2 separate regions of the Zea mays genome follow, and region 1 is linked to region 2. The links are chromatin contacts, called in public Hi-C maps. All regions are on one chromosome and are shown on one strand. Each heading gives the region's core, a stretch centred on a gene start, on an enhancer-like site or on the middle of the called end of the contact. The rest is flanking DNA. Distances are from core to core; before and after follow the strand shown.

Region 1 (5,300 bases), core at 2,059-4,558, 630 kb after region 2:
TTCCAAAGTCCAAATGACTAGGTTTACTTGGCATCCTACAGCTGTACTCATCTTCGGAACCAGCTTCTTCAACATCAGCTTGTGTTGCTTCGGCAGCAAGTGTGTCCTCTGATGAAACCAGCCCAGAACGCCTCATTGCTTCGGAAATCGGAACAGTTTCAGCGGCTTCGGTCTCATCCCCATCACGCTCAACCCTAGCAGTGGAGCGTACTCTGGCCATTTGATTTTAAATTTCTTGAAAATTCCTTGGAAATTAATAACCTTTTTTCTGAAGCTCTTCTCGTAACGAAGCAGAATCCAAACTAGAGCTTCGTTTGAATGCAAAAGTCAAGCTTCGGCTACGGTTAAATTTTTGGCAGCAAAACAGTGCAATAGCAATGAATGTTGTGGTAACTTCACACCTACCTGTCTGTTTATATAGTGCTGCAGGTAAGAAGGTGAATCGTCAAGATTTTTACACCGAACAAGCAGTCGCTCGCACCCACTGAACGGTGGGCCGCAAAAACCGAGAAAGTGAACCTGCATGGTGGGACCGCTCCGCGCTCGGAAACTGTATCGTTTCTCGGCAACGAGCTCAGGGAAGATGTTTTTCGGACCTTCGACTTCCCGAAGCCTAAGAGACTTTTTTCACGGATCAAGCTCGTTACAAAAAACGATCTAGCACCGCGAAGGGGCTACTGTTGGGACCATGCTTCGTCGCCGAAGGTCCTGCAGGGAGAAACAGCTTCGGCAAAAGCTGCTTATACGTGACGCCGAAGAAGCTTCGGTGTTATAGCGTATCCGAAGATGAAGGATCGAACCGACTTAAAGATGGAATGACCTTTTAGTCCATAAGGGTCTGAGTCATTGTTGTAAACTTTTATAAGGGGTATGATTGTAATTTCTTACAGGCTGTGTCCTGTGCCTATAAATAGTGAACAATATTCCTTTACTGTTCACGCGATCCTGTAATTGCAAACACATTGCCCGGGAATTATTATTTTTTGCCAAGGCGAAGGTATAAATGTACCTAAATATTATATTTTGATATTTAGGTTCATATAATAAAATATGTGAATAATGTTATCTATTTTTGGTACATCTTTCTTTAATGTTTCATGTTTTATATTTTATTTCATATTATTTTGTAATTATGATCACGAAGGTGTAACCTTCGTGATATTCTACTCATGGCTTTCGTCCGAAGTTCATTAAATCCTTGGGGGAGATAATGCTTCAGCGGGCGAAGGGCATTAATATTTAACATTTTATATTGTCTTGTTCTTAATTCATAGCATTTGATAACAAGTCCCCAACAGTATAGATATCCGAACGGGCCGTGCCTACCAGGCGGCCCGTGGCATGGCACGTTTTTAGCCCGTCGCGAGCACAACATGCCCCGGTGGTGGGTGGGTCTGGGCTAGCAGGCCTATTATTCGTGCCAGACTTGGGCCATTGGTGTGGCAAGACCGACTGGACCTGGCATGGCTTTTTTTTACGGTGCATATGTACGTATATTAAAAAACAACTATAATCATTCTATCATAAATAAACCTTGAACTCACTTGGCTAGCCTCGTGCGTTTACAATGCGTTTGGTTTGAGGTCAAAGTGGGGATGGAGCGGGGGCGACACCGTCCCCTCGATTTTTTGGATCACACCGCCACCAAAAACTACTCCGATGTTTATCTCGCCCCTACGTGACTCTCATCCAAACACTATAGAAACTATGGCCGCCCTCTCCCATCCCACTATGTACATCCAACCAAACCCCAGCCTCTAGAGCTATCTTGCCTAGGTTCCAAACCCCAGCCTATATTTTCGTTGTTTAATCTGCAAAAGCTAAATACTAATAAAAATTATATTTAGCTAATTTCTATAGATAAAGTCTAATTTTCCTCAGCCTTTGATAGACAAAAAAAAGATCATATCACTACTATCGTCAATGTTCTATTTTCTTTTCTTTTAATAAATTTGGAACAACAGTAAGGTGACAACCACATATAGCTCCAGCTATCAAAAATGGATACATGGTTAGCACATTGTTAAAGTAAATATAAGCCTAAATTAATTAAGGTTGGCTAGCCAATTCATATAATGTATGGCCCATAGTTAAGCTATGCATAAGTCTAAACTATGGTTGGCTCACGTTTTGGTGCACTAGAGCTAATTTAAACTAATTTTAACTAGCTAGTAATTATCTATTAAACTAATTTTAGCTAGCCACTAATTAGCCATGGTATCCAGACAGGACTTAGAGCCCGTTTGGGAGGGCTCCAGCTCCTTTAAAAATGACTTCCTCCGGCTCCTCTAAAGAATTAGCTTCTTCGCAGGAGCCCATACTTTTTGCAAATCGTTTCGCAAAACCGTGCTTCTCTGTTGCGCCGGCCAAAAACCGAGTGCCAGCCATGGACAGACCGTGCGTCGTGCCGTGGGCAGCAGCTAGGCCTCGACTAGCCTCAACGCGCCATGCTTGGGCGGCTGCCAAGGCAGTGCCGTGACCTGCGCCGGCCACTTGGACGCCTAGTGTCGCAGCCTGAGCAGCAACCAAGGACGGGGCGCCGGCCAAAGGCAGGCCGTGCGTCCATGGAAGCAGCCAGGTCTATATACGAGCCATACACAGAGCCAAAATTTTTGGCTCCGGCTCTCAACCTTATTTTGGCTCCTGCTCGTGTGCAAGAGCTGGTTTGGGAGGTGGTGTTTGGGACGGCTTCAGCGAGGAACCGGTACTAGAGCTGGACAGAAGCCCTCCCAAACGCCCCATTAGAAACACGATAGCGTGCATTCAGATCAAGATAGCAACCCACACAATTTAATAGTATCAGTCAATCATTTGCAAAGCTTCTCTCCACATATGTAGAGATAGCAAGTCTCTGATCAGTGAGTGAATGTTACAACAACGTACATCTGTTCCATTACACCATAATGTTACTACCACAAAGATAATAGTTTCAAGGGCATTCTAAGGCTCATGCCAGACTACGAGAATTTCAGCTGCAGCTTCTACAGAAAGCTCGGGGTGGGGGCGGTTCAGGGTTCAGCGACTATAGACTATAGAATCGTTGATGTGCAATGCAAGTTCCAAGGAAAAAAATGTCCAGATGCCGCTGATTCAACAAGACGAATGGAATGTTCCATTTTCTCAGTAGCAGAAACGAGGAAAGGTATGGCTTTATTATCAGATCCTAGAGAAACACAGAATGGATGATCATTTCCCATAAGGGTGGTATCTGCTGGAGCCCCGACCACCAGCGCTGCCACCCCCACCCATGCCTCCAGCACCACCGTAGCTGCCATATCCTCCCCCACCATACCCTCCTGGAGCACCATACGCACCACCTCCATAGGCACCACCATATGACCCGTAGGCACCATATGGACCTCCATACATGGAGCCACCATATGCAGAGCCATAACCTGAGCCATAGCCAGAAGTAGCACCATATCCATACCCTCTGCCATAGGCACCATATGCTGTGCTGCCATAATATGCTGCAGCAGCTGATCGGTAACCACCACCATATCCATAGCCGCCACCGCTGTTCACAGAAACACCACTACCACGGTATGAATCACGATGACCACCACCACGGCTGTGTCTTCCGTTTGAGCTTGAATCACCAGCGCCAGGTTTCTTTGGTTCAGCTTTCTTAATTTCAACCTGCAAATTGTAGAGCAATTGAAGAATTTAATCAAACAATTTTCAAATTCACTCCTGTTGCAATGAAACATCAAATATAACAGCAGAAATTATAACACATAGGTAACTTCTAACAAAGAGAAGTTATGCACCTCTACTATAATTCTATAAAGTCAAGGCATAAAATCCTAACCAGAGGTCACTAGGTAAAATTTGTATCAATGAACGATGTTAAGTGATACCAAGTCCCAGCATAGGATGCAGATTGCCAAGTCTACCAAACAAATGATATATCTTCTAGTTTTCCGGATATTCTGATTTATTTTGGTTTCCAGCCATATGCAGTCTAAATTATTTAATTTCCTACAATAGGTCTGATTTATTTAATTCTCTGCCATGTGTGGTCTAATTTATTCAATTTCCTGCCACATGGGGCATTGTTCTGTATTCTTATTACCACTACCATTTGTGTTCCAGTTCATTTAACTTTATCTCAAACAACAGATATTGGTATACAAAAAATATACAACAATACGCCCATGGTTTTAAAGGCGTCGCATAGGCATCCAGGCGCCCCAAAGTGGCTAGGCGTCCCCATCACCCAGCGAAGAACCAGCAAGAGGGAGAAGGGGAAGGGGCGCGTTGAATCGGGCGGCGGCGACCCGAATCGGGGCGTCGACGACCAAATCAGCTAGGCGGTGGCTCGAATCGGAGCGGCGGCTGCCAGAATCGTGGTGGCGACGCTCGAATCGAGGTTAGTGGCGCCAAATCTGGGGTGGCGATGGCTGCTTCGAGGGCAGGGGCGGCTCCATCAGCGGGAGGAGGGCAACAGGGAGGATATGTGGGCTAGATGGTGGGCTGGGCCTGCTACCCCTTCCCTTCATTTTTTCTTTTTCTTTTTTTCTTTCTCTTCCTCTCCATTTTATTGTCTTGCTTGTTCTTAGATAGATAAGGTGTCACCTTGCTCGCCTTAGGCTTCGCCTAGGCGTCTGGGCGGTGGTCCAACGCCTTAACTCGCCTTACCGCTTTAAGAACCATGAATACGCCATAACTTGCCATGAATGTCTCCTATAGACAAACTTTATATAGCCCTAATGAATCCTTAATGCATAAATCCAAAACAAGACAACCTAAGATAGACATACAAGTGTATTATCGCTGGAAATTCTCCATGAAGGGTGATACAAGGAGAACAGAAGCAGTGCTCTAAAAGATGTGAATAAAAATCATGTGCTTGAACTATAATTCGGACAGTGAGGGAAAAACCGTCCCCATGGGGTTGTTTGGAAGAAGAAACGGCAGTCTTTAAACACACAAACCGCCTGAATCCTGACAATGCAGACCCTACAGTGCTGGTGTCCGCAGGCACACAGCCCAGGTTCAGCGCCCCATGACTACCCTCAGGTAGGACCACACCAGTCAGTCACACAGGCCAACTGCCACCATTATCATAGGGTAGTGCCCTGCAACTATTTCACAGGTTGCCAGCAAGGGAGGTTTTTAACCAACCCTGAAATTCACTTCCACTGTACCACAGAGAATCAAACCCAGGTGCTGGTAGGGGTGACAATGGGCTCTAAATTTTACAGTATAAGATTTAAGGATCAGATCGGACTAGGATCGGGCTCTATTTCTATTCATTTTTGAACTAAAATTTATTTAGGACCCTAACCTTTTGTGAA
Region 2 (5,148 bases), core at 1,956-4,455:
TCACTATCATAGCCTTTTCCAACAAATGTCCCATACTTTGGCAGTATACATTTATTGGACTGAACATAAGTTTATAGCCATCTCGACATAGAAGTGAGCCACTAACAAGATTCTTTTTTATGGATGGGACATGATGCACGTTCTTCAAGAGCACCGTCTTTCCCAAAGTAAACTTCAGAATGACTGTACCAACACCAAGAACACGCGCATGTGATTCATTCCCCATTAGCAAGGCTCCAGCCCCTTTGCACTGATAAGAAGAAAATAAAGAAATATCAGCACACGCATGAATGTTAGCACTAGTGTCAGCCTACCACTCAGGGGATTGACACACTGAAAGAACAGTAGGTAAAAGATTACCATACCCCGATGTTCTTTCTGTCTCACTAACAACCATGTTTGTTGTTTTCTTCTCTTGAGCTGGCTTTTTCTCTTGCTTAAATTTGTGGTCTGGACAAGTGCTTGCCCAGTGATCAGTACTCCCGCAAACAAAGCAACCAACTCCTTTGTTTTTCTTTTTAAACGAGGCTGCTTGCTTGGGCTTCGTGGCATTCTGCTGCTTGTTCTTCTTTTTATTATTATGTGACGCATTGAAGTTCTTCTTTTGTACCACATTGGCACTAGAAGTCTCAACTCCTTTTCCACGAGTGTATTTTGCTCTCACCCTCTCCTTAACATCAAGAGACCCATTAAGCTCAACCACACTAAACTCTTGCCTCTTATGTTTTAGAGTGGTAGTAAAATCCATCAAAGAAGGTGGCAGCTTAACGATAATACCGCCAGCCACGAACTTGTCAGGCAAGACACATGGGAACTGTTCGAGTTCCTTAGCCAGTGCATGTATTTCATGAGCCTGTTCAACTACAGGACGGTTCTCAACCATCTTGTAGTCAAACAGCTACTCCATGATGTACAACTCGCTATCAGCATCAGAAACACTGAACTTCTCATAACTCTTTTGCAGATGTGCACGTTAGATAAGAATCAACATACTTGTTCCCAAGAGCGCCAATCATGGCGCCTCGAAACAGGTTATCGGCAATGTCGAATACTCTCTCCTCCTCAGGAGTGAACTGTTCGGGTTTCCCCTATGCGGCGTGATAGCAGTTCATTGCAATCAACCACAATATCATCTTACTACGCCACCTCTTGTAAAATGTCTCATCAAAAGGTTCACATGGTTTTAACGCAGCAGCAAAACCACTAACAGAAAAATACCTAATATCAGGTTTTTGTATTGTTAGAGAAATATACATTTTCAGTTTTAATTTAATCCAGAAAATCACAGTGATGTATGTGACGACATGTATGTGCATGTGTATATCACTACTCACATAAGCAGTAAACAATAGTAAAACATGCACAATTACTAAAATCATAATATACCCTGCAAAGGGACCGATGCTCAATGCATCAGTGGCTCCATTCACACGAGACATCCCGTGTGTATATTCGATGTAGTCGTACGCAGTCCATACAGGCAGATGTACGCAGTGTAGTCCCTCGAACGGCGCCGACGACGAGGAACTTGATCAGCGTTGGTCGAGCGAAAGAAGCGAGTAGTCGCGAGTACGCTCCCCAAAAACCTGATCGCCGGCACACCCGTGCAAGTGTCTTTCAGCGGACGGCGATTTTGGAGGCCTGCTCTCCCACACTGTCTATGCTCGCAGAAGGTGGGACGGGAATGGCTTTGTGCAACGCGTCTGAGACTGTACGTGCGTACTGTGCTGTCAACCCAGAAGCAGCCTCCCCTACTCGTATATATACAGGCGCAGAGGGAGGCCAACGAGGCCAATAGACAGTAACGGTTGCCATCAGAGCTACCGTTACACACATCAATGACGTTCGTTACTAGCTGACACCCATTACTGTTAGGAATGAATATTCGGACCAAGGTCCGATCTACCACGACCATGGCCCTGCCCGGCCGGCGGCGTGCGCGTGTGGCAGTTCTTCACCCTTTTCTCATTTTTTCAATAGATGCACCGACGGTCCACCTATTTAAGTTGATTAAATTGTTCATTAAACTTTCGGTATGGTACTAAAGTACTAGTAAACCGTAGCATTAAAGTGGACATCTAACATTGTTTATTATTAATATTAATATGGGTAAGACCCACATTAATTCAATAGATAGAGCCCTACTTTTGCATCTAAATGATTATTACTTCCGTTCTCGAAAATTTGTCGTCCGTTGGTTTATTTTTAAACTAAAACATGAAAAGAAGGGAGAGAGTATTATTTAGAAAAGGCGCCGCTAAATTAACAAACAAAAATTGCCGTCTAAGTTACATTATCTAGGATCAACAGGAGACTGGAAAAATAGAAATACAATATCGTGCCATGACAGAAACAATGGAGAGAGAGAAAGAGAGAAGATGTTACCTTCGTGTTCCACTGGAAACTTGTAACAGTTGTGTCTCTTTAAAATAAGGTCAAATGCAATAGCAGAGAGTCCGGCAAAATATCCCAACCTGACCGGACAATCCGTCCTAAAGCTGTGGCGCAGATCAATGCCGCCGCACGGTCGCACCGGAGCCGCTGTCTGACTGGCGCACGTCGCGCTGCCTCTGCGGACGGGACGTCGAACATGGGACGCACAGAGACACCCCTCTCCGCGCCGCGACCGCGCGGGCGTCGCTGGCGAGCACCCGCCACCGCCAGCGACAGGAGTCAGCACTCAGCAGTGGCCACTATGCTCGCATCGCATCGCAGCGCATCGCATGTGGCGTGCCGAGACTGCCGCATGTGAGTTTCTGCTCCACAACTGGGTATCGCACCAGTCTAGCGCATTGCGGCAAAAGGAGCCAGACGCCGGCCGACCCGCTGCGCGCGGTGTTACCGACCAGAGGGGGAGCAGTGGTCGAGGTCCAACTTGGCTGATTGGATCGGGGAAGAATATTGAGCTCTCTCTTTCTCACTGTTTATGTTTGTGGTAGTGAGAGGCGGCCGCACTAGCAGCCAGCAGCACAGCATGCGTCGCGGACGAGGCCGCTAGTTTGGACTTGGACGGATGCCGGCCGGTTGCATTGATGCACCATGCAAAAATGCCTATAGTTTTCGTCGTATCAGCTGAATGATTTTCGTCAACAATGGCACGACAAAAAATAGTTTTATATCAACAGAAATAAACTAATATCTGTTAGCATATAGCCCACGCTACGATCGTAAGGAGGGGAGAGGAGGGGTTAGCTGTGGCCGCGGTGGCAAGCGTGAGGGAGAGAGGACGGTGGGGACACATGAGAGGGAGAGGTTGGGTCACGGGAGTGAGATGAGGAATTATCCAAATAATATTGTCTATTCAGCAATAATGTGAACTCTTGGTTTTGATGGTGTGTCAAACATATGTGCAATTTGTTTGGTAATTTTAGTAGAGCTTATGAGTGTGGAGGTGATTTGTTTGGGTGGGTTTTATAAAGTTTAAACTAATAGATTATATAATAGTATAGATATTTTTTTACTAGCTTCTGATTCTTACATATTAATAGATAAAAACTAGTGGCTTGACAAATATTCATTAATCGTTAAGCTATCCGTGATTTTGGTTAAGAGGGTGGATGATCCAGCCTCATCCGCCAGTGGCTTCAAAAGCGTGCTAGTAAAATCAAGGCTGGGCATTTGGTTTTACCCCACAATTCGGGTCGGATTTTTTTGGTTTTTAAAAGTTCGGGTTTTAACAAGTGAGAACCGAAATAGACATTGGGTATTTGAGAACCGAATATTCGGGTAACTGAAATTGATAATAGGTTTTCGTGTTTGCCCGAATTATACCAACCATCCGCCAATCTGCCATATAGGCGTCCAACACATACAGGAGTACAGAATACAGACATACAGTCCATATGCACAGGCGGTCCAGCACATCTGTACATACTGAGATACACGCGTTCAGCACAACTTCAATCTGGCAGACTCAAATATACCACAACTCTCCGGTCACCATTCTGCACAAGCATAAGCACAAGTGCACAAGTGCGTTCAGCAATCAGCCCAAGTGCACAACTCCGGTCAGCATTCTGTGATTCACTGATTCTAATATAGCAAAACCACAGAAGCACTGACAGAGACACAGAGTAACAGTCCAACAGAGGCGGCGACCGGCGGGCGGGCGGGCGGGCGGTGACCGGTGTCTGTGGCTCTGCGTCACTGCATGGCCAGGAGGAGGTGCCGCGGTGGCAGGCGTCTGCGTCTGCCCACTCGCCCAGGTGAGAGCCGGGAGGCATGGCAGGCTGGCCGGCTGGCGGCCGTCGGGCCTGCGGCCTGCAACTCTGCGAGTGAGAGACAGTGGATGGCATTGGAAGGTGGCTGCGACGTGGAGTGCCAGACTGCCGGTGCCAAAGTGGGCGACGAGCTGACGACGGTAGACGGCAGAGGCGCAGACGGCACTGGGCACTAGACAATGGCGGGCGGCGGCCACCGGACCTGGAGTCCTGGACTGCCTGCAAGGCTGCAACCCTAACACAATACTGCAGTCTCCAGTAGCACAGTGTCCAGGACCTCCAGGTAAGGCCGGCAGTTCGGCACTCGGCACGACAGGTTTGGGCCTTGGCTAGTTGCCCAGTGCTGGGCGCCTGGTGTCAGCTGGTGTTGGGGCCTGTTCGGGCCTTTCGGTTAACCGAAATAAAAAAAACCGATTTTTTACATTTAATTCGGTTTTTTTGAACATATACCCGAAATAAAAACCGAGTCCTGAAATATCGTTCTATTCGGTCTCGGTTTTGAGTGTTTTGAGTTCGGTTTTCGGTGTCGGTTTCTTTTGCCCAGTCCTAGAAAAACGGCCGACCAACTAGCTGTATAGGTGTACATGTAAGGCAAATCACAATGGACATTTCATAACACTCTTTCCAACACTGCCACATCATGAAGAGTGTCATGAAACTAAGAATAAAACAATGTTTCTCAATGCAAAATTTCACTTCATTATTTTATAGACTAACATACCAATTAAATGTTGCAACTAAACAACCAATAGAAATCAGTAAAATATATGAAGATGAAACAAATTACTCTCAATGGAGGTTTCACACGATTTCCAAGACCTTGGAAACGGGTTGACATGGTTTCATCCCCATGAAACCAATTTCATCCCATGAAACTCATTTATCTTAAATTCTATGTCATGTCATCTAAAATAGTGTTGTGACACAC

The links. Hi-C and Micro-C count contacts between places; a contact is called where the count stands out from the background.
Region 1: a contact with region 2 is called in a Hi-C map of ear, with 3 times the contacts expected there. The contact joins two enhancer-like sites. A contact is called at or near these places in 2 of 25 Hi-C or Micro-C datasets (ear and tassel).

What each region holds. Positions count from the first base shown.
Region 1 is chr9:73,092,498-73,097,797 of Zm-B73-REFERENCE-NAM-5.0, forward strand. LOC100273471 (RNA-binding (RRM/RBD/RNP motifs) family protein) reads right to left here. Exons shown (of 5, transcript NM_001147908.1): 5 at 2,865-3,639. The coding sequence ends at 3,187. Among protein-coding and RNA genes, the nearest start is that of LOC100273471, 6.7 kb to the right of the region's middle. Within about 2 kb of position 3,309, at least 5 of the 20 cell types and tissues checked have an H3K27ac peak or open chromatin away from gene starts, as enhancers often do. A contact at or near this core is called in ear, where this site is marked.
Region 2 is chr9:72,463,491-72,468,638 of Zm-B73-REFERENCE-NAM-5.0, forward strand. No RefSeq gene overlaps it. Among protein-coding and RNA genes, the nearest start is that of LOC103638469, 21 kb to the left of the region's middle. Within about 2 kb of position 3,206, at least 17 of the 20 cell types and tissues checked have an H3K27ac peak or open chromatin away from gene starts, as enhancers often do. A contact at or near this core is called in ear, where this site is marked.